Linked DNA regions of Arachis hypogaea: region 2 is linked to region 1. A link is a contact called in public Hi-C data. All regions are on one chromosome and are shown on one strand. The core of a region is the stretch at or near the end of the contact, and the rest is flanking DNA. Distances in the headings are between cores, read along the strand shown.

The links. A called contact is a pair of places that touch in the nucleus more often than the background predicts.
Region 2: a Hi-C map of leaf shows a contact between it and region 1, with 3 times the contacts expected there. The contact joins the promoter of LOC112790865 here to the promoter of LOC112790857 in region 1. A contact is called at or near these places in 2 of 8 Hi-C or Micro-C datasets (both in leaf).

The regions. Positions count from the first base shown.
Region 1 is chr3:107,497,314-107,501,079 of arahy.Tifrunner.gnm2.J5K5, reverse strand. It overlaps LOC112790857 (probable polygalacturonase), which reads left to right and starts at 1,922. Exons shown (of 6, transcript XM_025833453.2): 1 at 1,922-3,142; 2 at 3,269-3,610; 3 at 3,685-3,766. The coding sequence starts at 3,083.
Region 2 is chr3:108,353,267-108,357,071 of arahy.Tifrunner.gnm2.J5K5, reverse strand. LOC112790865 (BTB/POZ domain-containing protein At1g63850) reads left to right here and starts at 1,635. Exons shown (of 3, transcript XM_025833463.3): 1 at 1,635-3,367; 2 at 3,604-3,805. The coding sequence starts at 2,546.

The sequences.
Region 1 (3,766 bases), core at 673-3,172:
TGTGATTTCTGTAGGTCGCGCATGTTACGCGTACACGTCAGGTACGCGCACGCGTCGCTGTGCAAACTCGCTTTTCGCACACACGCGTCAGGTACGTGCACGCGTCGTTTCTAACCGGTCAGCTCCTTAGTTTCTTGTGTTCCTTCCATTCTTGCAAGCTTTCTCTCCACCCTCTAAGCCATTGCTGCCCTATAAAGCCTGAAAACACTTAACCCACAGATCACGGCATCAAATGGTATAAGGGGAATTAAAAATATATAATTTAGATGTCTAGGAAGCAAGTTTTCAACCATAGAATAAAATTGGGAAGGAATTGTAAAATCATGGAAATCATATGAATAAGTGAGTAAAGTGTTGATAAAAATCACTCAAATTAGCACAAGATAAACCATAAAATAGTGGTTTATCAGGCTACCAGCAGCAGATGGCAATTTTTCTATTAAATCAGCTTATGAAGTATATTTCACAAAAAAAAAAGAAATAACAGCAGCTTACACAAACTACTTTAGAAAATCAAATTACCTCAACGTTTAAAAACCTTCAGTTGGCTCCTCACGCATGAAGCTCTGTTAACCAACCATAAGAGAAAGCTCAGAAACCTCACGAAAGATGGTGACTGTCCAAGATGCTACGAAAAGGAGGAGACTTTGCTCCATGTCCTACGTGATTGCCCCTACATCCGTATGGCATGGATTAGCATAGTAAACAGAGACACATAAGACATTTTTTTCTCTTAATCTTTTCAAGATTGGCTCAGTACTAACCTTTCCTTAGTCTCTCGAAAGCACTATGGGACCCCGTGGCCTATAACTTTTGTTACAGCTTGCAACATAACTTGGAAGTGCAGGAATGACCTCATCTTCAGAAACGAGACTCTGCCAAACAATCAACTTTCCAAATGATAAAAAGATTGGCAGAGAATTACAATGGCACAATGAAAATTATGAAAAAGAGCAATGGCTTGCTAAGCCTTACCAGAGAGGAGTTTATTGGTTAGGAGGCGCCAAATTGAAATTGGACCAAACTTAATGTGGATGGGTCGGTTAACCAACCTGACAGTAAAGGCGCTTGTGGAGGACTCATTAGGGATTGGACAGGTCGCACTATTGCCGGCTTCTTGATGAACATTGGAATTTGTACCATTACCATGGCTAAGATTTGGGGCATGTATGTTGGGGTTAAACTAGCATCTGAGCTGGGTATTAGGAAGCTGGTGGTGGAATCAGACTCAAAGTGCACTATAACACTGACTCAGAAGATGTCACCGGAGATCCATAGTAACTCCTCCCTCATTCATTCTATCAAGGAGCTTTTGGTGAGGATGGAAAATGTTGAAGTTAGACACATCTACAGATAGGCGAATTTCTGTGCTGATGCTCTTGCTAAACTCGGACAAGAACATGAATCGGGAATTAAAGTTTGGGAACAGCCACCTTCATGTTTGTTCCATCATCTTCTTACTGATGCAAGCAAGATGAAGTTCAGCAGAATTGTAGTGCAGTAGGTTTCCTTTCCTTTGGGCCTTGGCCCCGTCACTTATAAAAAAGTTGTAGTCGTTGTTCCAAGAAAAAAAAATACTAAAAGACTAGCAAAATATATTTTTTTTATCAATATTTAGTCAATAATATTTAAAAATATAAATTAAAAATATATTATTGGGTTGCTAAACTAAAATTATTGGGTTGATAGTGTTTTTTGGAAATGAAATTCTTTTTCATTTTGAGGTAGCTAACCTCATCGCTTTATTTTGATTTTTCTTAGTGAATTTTAACTCGCAAAGTCAGTTACCTTTCAAGTTCAACATTATTACTACTTGACCAAAAACAAAAGGGGTTTAAAAGGTTAATTTTTTTTTCTCGCTTTGAAAAGACATGTTAATAATCCTTTCTTTAAGGGGCAAATGCACGGGCTATGCTTCTTTGTTGAGGCGAGAGGTCCAACTAATTTTGTTCCAAGAAATTGAAGAGAGGCTCGTGAAGAGTTAGCCATGGCAACATCAGCATCATGGGGTAGTCTTTGGCTCTTTGCGATTACTTAAATTCACGGGATGGATGTTAATTATTTAAATATTTGATTTGGTGATGTATGTGACTAATAATAATAATGCGTTATGCACATTGCGACAAGGTTCCGTGACAATTCCGGGCCCTCCTTGCCATGGCTAACTAGTAATATTTTAATAAAATAAAATAATCAGTTCTTTTGGATTAAAATTAATTAATTAATGGTACTATTTCGCAGCCAATACCCATAATTGGGCAAGGCCAAGGGAATCTTAATCTATTACTACTTCAAGCATTAGTAAATAAGACAGGAACATACACTAGTGCATCCACAGCATATTTCCACTCAATTTAGCATAATTATATGAAACTTGTGAAGGTTAATGGCGGGTTGGTGTGCTTGGGCACCATTGAAATGGATATAGAGCGAGATAAGTGATGTGTGTCCATTTTTTAATTGGTGGGAAGATAAGGCACCAATTGAAGACACACTAGGACTAGGACTAGGGCATGCCCACTCCACTCTCGTAACAGATCAGAGGCAACACACAAGCTATAGTGAGTGGGGTACAAGGGAACCACAACCACATGTCAAAGAGTACAAAGACTGAAATGGCCTTGTAATAATGCCATTTTTTCTTCTATATCCATTCACACCTAATCCGATGAGCAGATGAAAAATTAGACTTGGATTCTTATAATGTGAATCATAAACAAAATTTTATGACGATGAAATTGTTGTTCACACGAAACATTTCTCAGAATCATAAGAGTCAGACTAGTCAGTTATGAAGCCCAATAATTTTAAAGTCTTCCAAAAAAAAAAAGCTTTCACATGCATTCTATAACTTAGTAATTTCCTACTACGATATGTAACTGTAGATCCAGTAATTCCGTTAAGTATTCCACTCAAACTCTTTTACCCCTATCAATCATGTGCCAACATAAAAGAAAACCATATCAACTGATCACATGAGAAATAAGAAATGTGATTTATGGGACCCGGAAGCATAAATGAAAGTGACATAGTTAATGCCCTATAACAATGTCACTAATATATACACCTAGAATGTCTTTCTATGTTAACATACCAACATCTAAAGTCTAAACTCGGCATCTGTTCTCCGAGAAAACCTCAGGTACAATAACAATAACAATAACAAATTCGTTTCTCTCTTCTTGTTTCTTTCTTAGCATTAGGAATCAAGGCATGTTGATTCGTTTTGTTGAATGCGTATAAACTATTTGAAATGTGAATTTGGCAGGTCATGGATACATTGTTATTGTTACTACTAGTTCTTATGTTTGTTCCACCAAGTCTAAACATGGTAGAGAGTCGCAAGGCTCCAATTTCGGACTACTTTGAGTACAGTGCTGTTAACTGCAGAGCTTACAGTGCATCGCTCACAGATTTTGGTGGTGTTGGGGATGGAACAACTTTGAACACAAAGGCTTTTCAATCAGCCATAGATCATATGAGCCAGTTCTCATCAACTGGAGGCTCTCAACTCTTTGTTCCTCCCGGAAGATGGTTAACCGGTAGCTTCAATCTCACTAGCCACTTCACTCTATTCCTACACCAAGATGCTGTCATCCTTGCCTCTCAGGTATATGATATGCAAATGTTTTTCTTTTTAACTGTTTCAATTTTATGTTTGTACTATTGAAACTTTGGTATTAGGATGAGAGTGACTGGCCACTCATTGATCCCTTGCCGTCTTACGGCCGAGGGAGGGATGCGCAAGGTGGAAGGTATAGCAGTC
Region 2 (3,805 bases), core at 386-2,885, 860 kb before region 1:
TATTTTTTTATGTTATATAATATTTTTTCTAGTATCTTATTGTACAATGTGTAATTCGAATCAACATCATTCGAATTACATAGGAGTAATTAGAACCAACTCAATTCGAATTATGCTTTGTTCAGGTTTCATAGTAATTCGAATTGACTCAATTCAAATTATGTGTGTTTCAACTTTACATGTAATTCGAAGTAGCTCAATTCGAATTACATCCAATCCAAATTCGAAACGGTTTGATTCGAACTACATATATTTGTGCATTGATTGATTCGTGAATCAAATTTCGTTTTGGTTGATTCATGTAATTTCTTTCTCTCCATGACTTATTTTTTTTACCCTAGCTTTTATATTAGTTATGAAAAATTAGAAGAGATCGAATTTCAGGAGCGTAACGAAAAAAAAAATAAAAATAATTGTTTGGTCTAATTTAAATTAATTTTTTTAATTAAACTATTTGTATAAATAAATCGATTTTTTTCAAACTAAATAATAACTGCAAGTGAATTAATTTCTACTTACAGTGATAGCCATCAACTACAACCCTTTTTTTTTGTCGCGATTAACAACTATTTAAAATAATAATCCATAAAAGTGATGAGTTCGGTAGATGGGCCTTACTTGGAAGAAAAAAACTTAAGGCCGACAACCCAAACAAAAATGCAAAATTTTAAAGAAACTAAAATAGTAGAATTTACAGCTGAGGCTTAACTTAGTGATCCATAATCATGCCTCTTAAAATGCTGTATCGTGGTTCAAATCTCACTAAAAATCGTAGATGAACCATTAATAGAATGTGTGTAACTGTTATATGACAAAAGAAAAAAAATAGTAGAATTTAATTTTTAACATGTAAGCCCCTAAGATTCTTTTTCAAAAGTTAATTCTTTTTCGTAGCTACCAGTTTTAAATGTAATTTGTGGTAAATAAAATAGCTGCGATGCATGTTTTATCGTGTATCTGCTAGTATTTTTCATTATTGTGACATGATATTTATTTAATTTAGTTTCATATATACTTTTGGTGATTGTCAACAGGCAAGAAAAGGGGTAAATTAAAATTCTAATTCATGAAAAATACAATAGCAGTACGTATATTTTTATCAAATAAAAAAAATATATAAAAGAACAAAAGCATGGATATTTTTAGCTCAGTTTTTCTTTTCCCCTCAGATTATACCGCGCTCTGTTTCTGGTCTGCCCATATGTAAAAATGCGGACAAAAAATACAATTATTGGGCTGATGTGATTACCATTGTGGGTAAGGGCCCATTTTTATATTATTGTGACGAGAGTTTTTAAAATGGAGATGAAAGAGTAGCTGTCTTATGTATGTGTTCTGTGCTTAGGGACCCACACCCACATATGCTGTGGTCCATAGAAGAAGAAAGCCTTCTTCTAGTAAAGTTGGATTTTGAATTTGTTACTTGTTAGTTTGCTTCCCCAATGAGATAAAGAATAGGACATTCTCACACATGGATGGCATCATGCATGGACACACACATCATAAGCAAAGCAAAGCATTTTTGCCTTAAAGAGATGGTAAATAAAGCAAGAGTGGGATAGCGACATTTCAAGCCGTGATATCATTAATTAGTCATACATAAATGGTCATGGTGTTTGTTACATCTCCAATTTGGATAGACACCATCGACAGCAAGATTAAAGTGGTAAGCAGTACCAATTGATATTCATGACATTATACACATTCCCATTTTTGCGGTGCATCACACAAATCCAATCTCAATCATAATATTGGACACATATTATCTCGGATTAATTATTTCGTGAGTTGTTAACTTGTTATTATGTGAAGGAAGGACCATAACAGGTATGTTGAAGGTGGCTTGAAAAGAAGAGAAATTATATGCGGAATTAGAATGATGGTGATGTGATGATGAAAGACAAAGCTTTTTTAACTTGCTGTATTTTCTTTTACGGGAAGAAAAGCTGACCGCAGGAATAATAAAAAAAATTATTAGGTGTTATTACTTATTAAACACTGGACATCACATCATGATTACTAATACTCACGTTTACTTAGTACAGTCCATCGAGTAAAGGTGCTAATAATCATGTAGTATAAGCATTGGGATCTATCTACTAGTTCCGTTGCTGTAATTTGTAAAGGCAGCATCCGAAGATTAAAAGTGATACCCAGGCGTTTATCCATTAATTAATGAGAGTCTTTATTGAATACATATGGTTGTTATTTGTTAGTTGGGCATGTGAGTTTATCTGTAACCCAATCCATTCATCCCCCAGCCCCAAAATCAATCGGATTGCATTTCATGTACGTACAAACTACATCAATGTATAGTATTCTAGAGAGTGTACTTTACGGTCATCAACCATATAAAATATAAAAGGAATACAGTTAATTGTTTGTTGTAGGTAATTTTAGAATTGATTTATCTGAGTCATACGAGACACTCCTCGTGTCCACCGCCATTTATGAGTCTCATTCTCTCACTCTTGTGTGGTGTGTCTGAGCAGCTCTGATGCCAATGCCCTAAGCAAAAGGACAAGATCCTCCTCAAAGGCATTAGATGGCAGCGACAACAACAACAACAACAAGTGCAGCAGCAACAACAACATCTCTCCTCAAATTACAAAACCAACCCATCAAACCCAAACGTCGCAAGTGCCGAGAAACCACCATCTCCACCTCTGCCCAGGCCCAGGCCCAGGCCCAGGACACTCCCTCTCCCAGTCCATCCTCCGACTACAGGATTCGGTTCTCGCCGGGGCGGTGCTCCCCAATCATGGACTTCATCCAGGCATCCCCAACGGGCAGCAACGGGCACTCGGACCCCTTCCCTTCCAGCTTCACGAAATTCAACTCCGCACTGACGGCGGGCCTCCTGAACCCAATGTCCCCTCCGCCCGACAAGACCCGATCCAGCCCCACACTCTTCGAGATGATGGCCAGCGAGCCCGACACTGCGAGCCACCACAGGCCTCACTCTCAGTCTCAGATCCAACCCCCTAAAGCCCATGTTCCCGTTCTCGACAGGCAAACCCTAATGATGCAGCGGATTTCGGAGCTCTTGGGGTCTCGCAGCCCCGGCAACCAGTTCAACGACGCCGTTTCCAGTGACATCAAGCTCACTCTCACCTCCAAGGATGGCTTTAGTGTCTCCATGAACGTTCATCGCCAAATTCTTGTTGCCCACAGCAGGTTCTTCGCCGTCAAGCTCTCTGACAGGTGGACCAAGCAGAACCCTAGGCCAACTACGCCCTACTTGGTCGAGATCGCTGACTGCGACGACGTTGAGGTTTACATTGAGACCTTGAGCCTTATGTACTGCAATGATATCAGGAAGAGGCTCATGAAGGAGGATGTCTCCAAGGTTTTGGGTATCTTGAAGGTAATGCCTTTCTCAAAATGGGATTTCTTCTTTTATGCTTTGTTTTTTTGTTGTGTATAACATCAACTGTAGGATTAGGTAGAATATGAAATTGAATTTGATGACGTGATGTGAACTTTTAGGTTAAGCACTTCAAACCATTTCATTTTCTTCTTTGCTGCTTTGTTTTTTTCAATGGGGGCTGCTCCTAGGTGGGTTGTGTGAGTCATGAGTTGCTTGCTATTGTGGTATCTTAGGTTTCGGCTGCAATTGGATTTGATGCTGGGGTTTTGTCTTCTTTGGAGTATTTGGAAGCGGCACCATGGGCAGAGGATGAAGAGGAGAAGGTTGCCTCCCTCTTGTCTGAGCTTCGTCTTGAATCTGTTGGAGCCGGGGATGTTTTGAAGAGGGTTTCGACTGAAGTGGCAAATGGCAATGAAGAGGGGGGTGATAACGAGG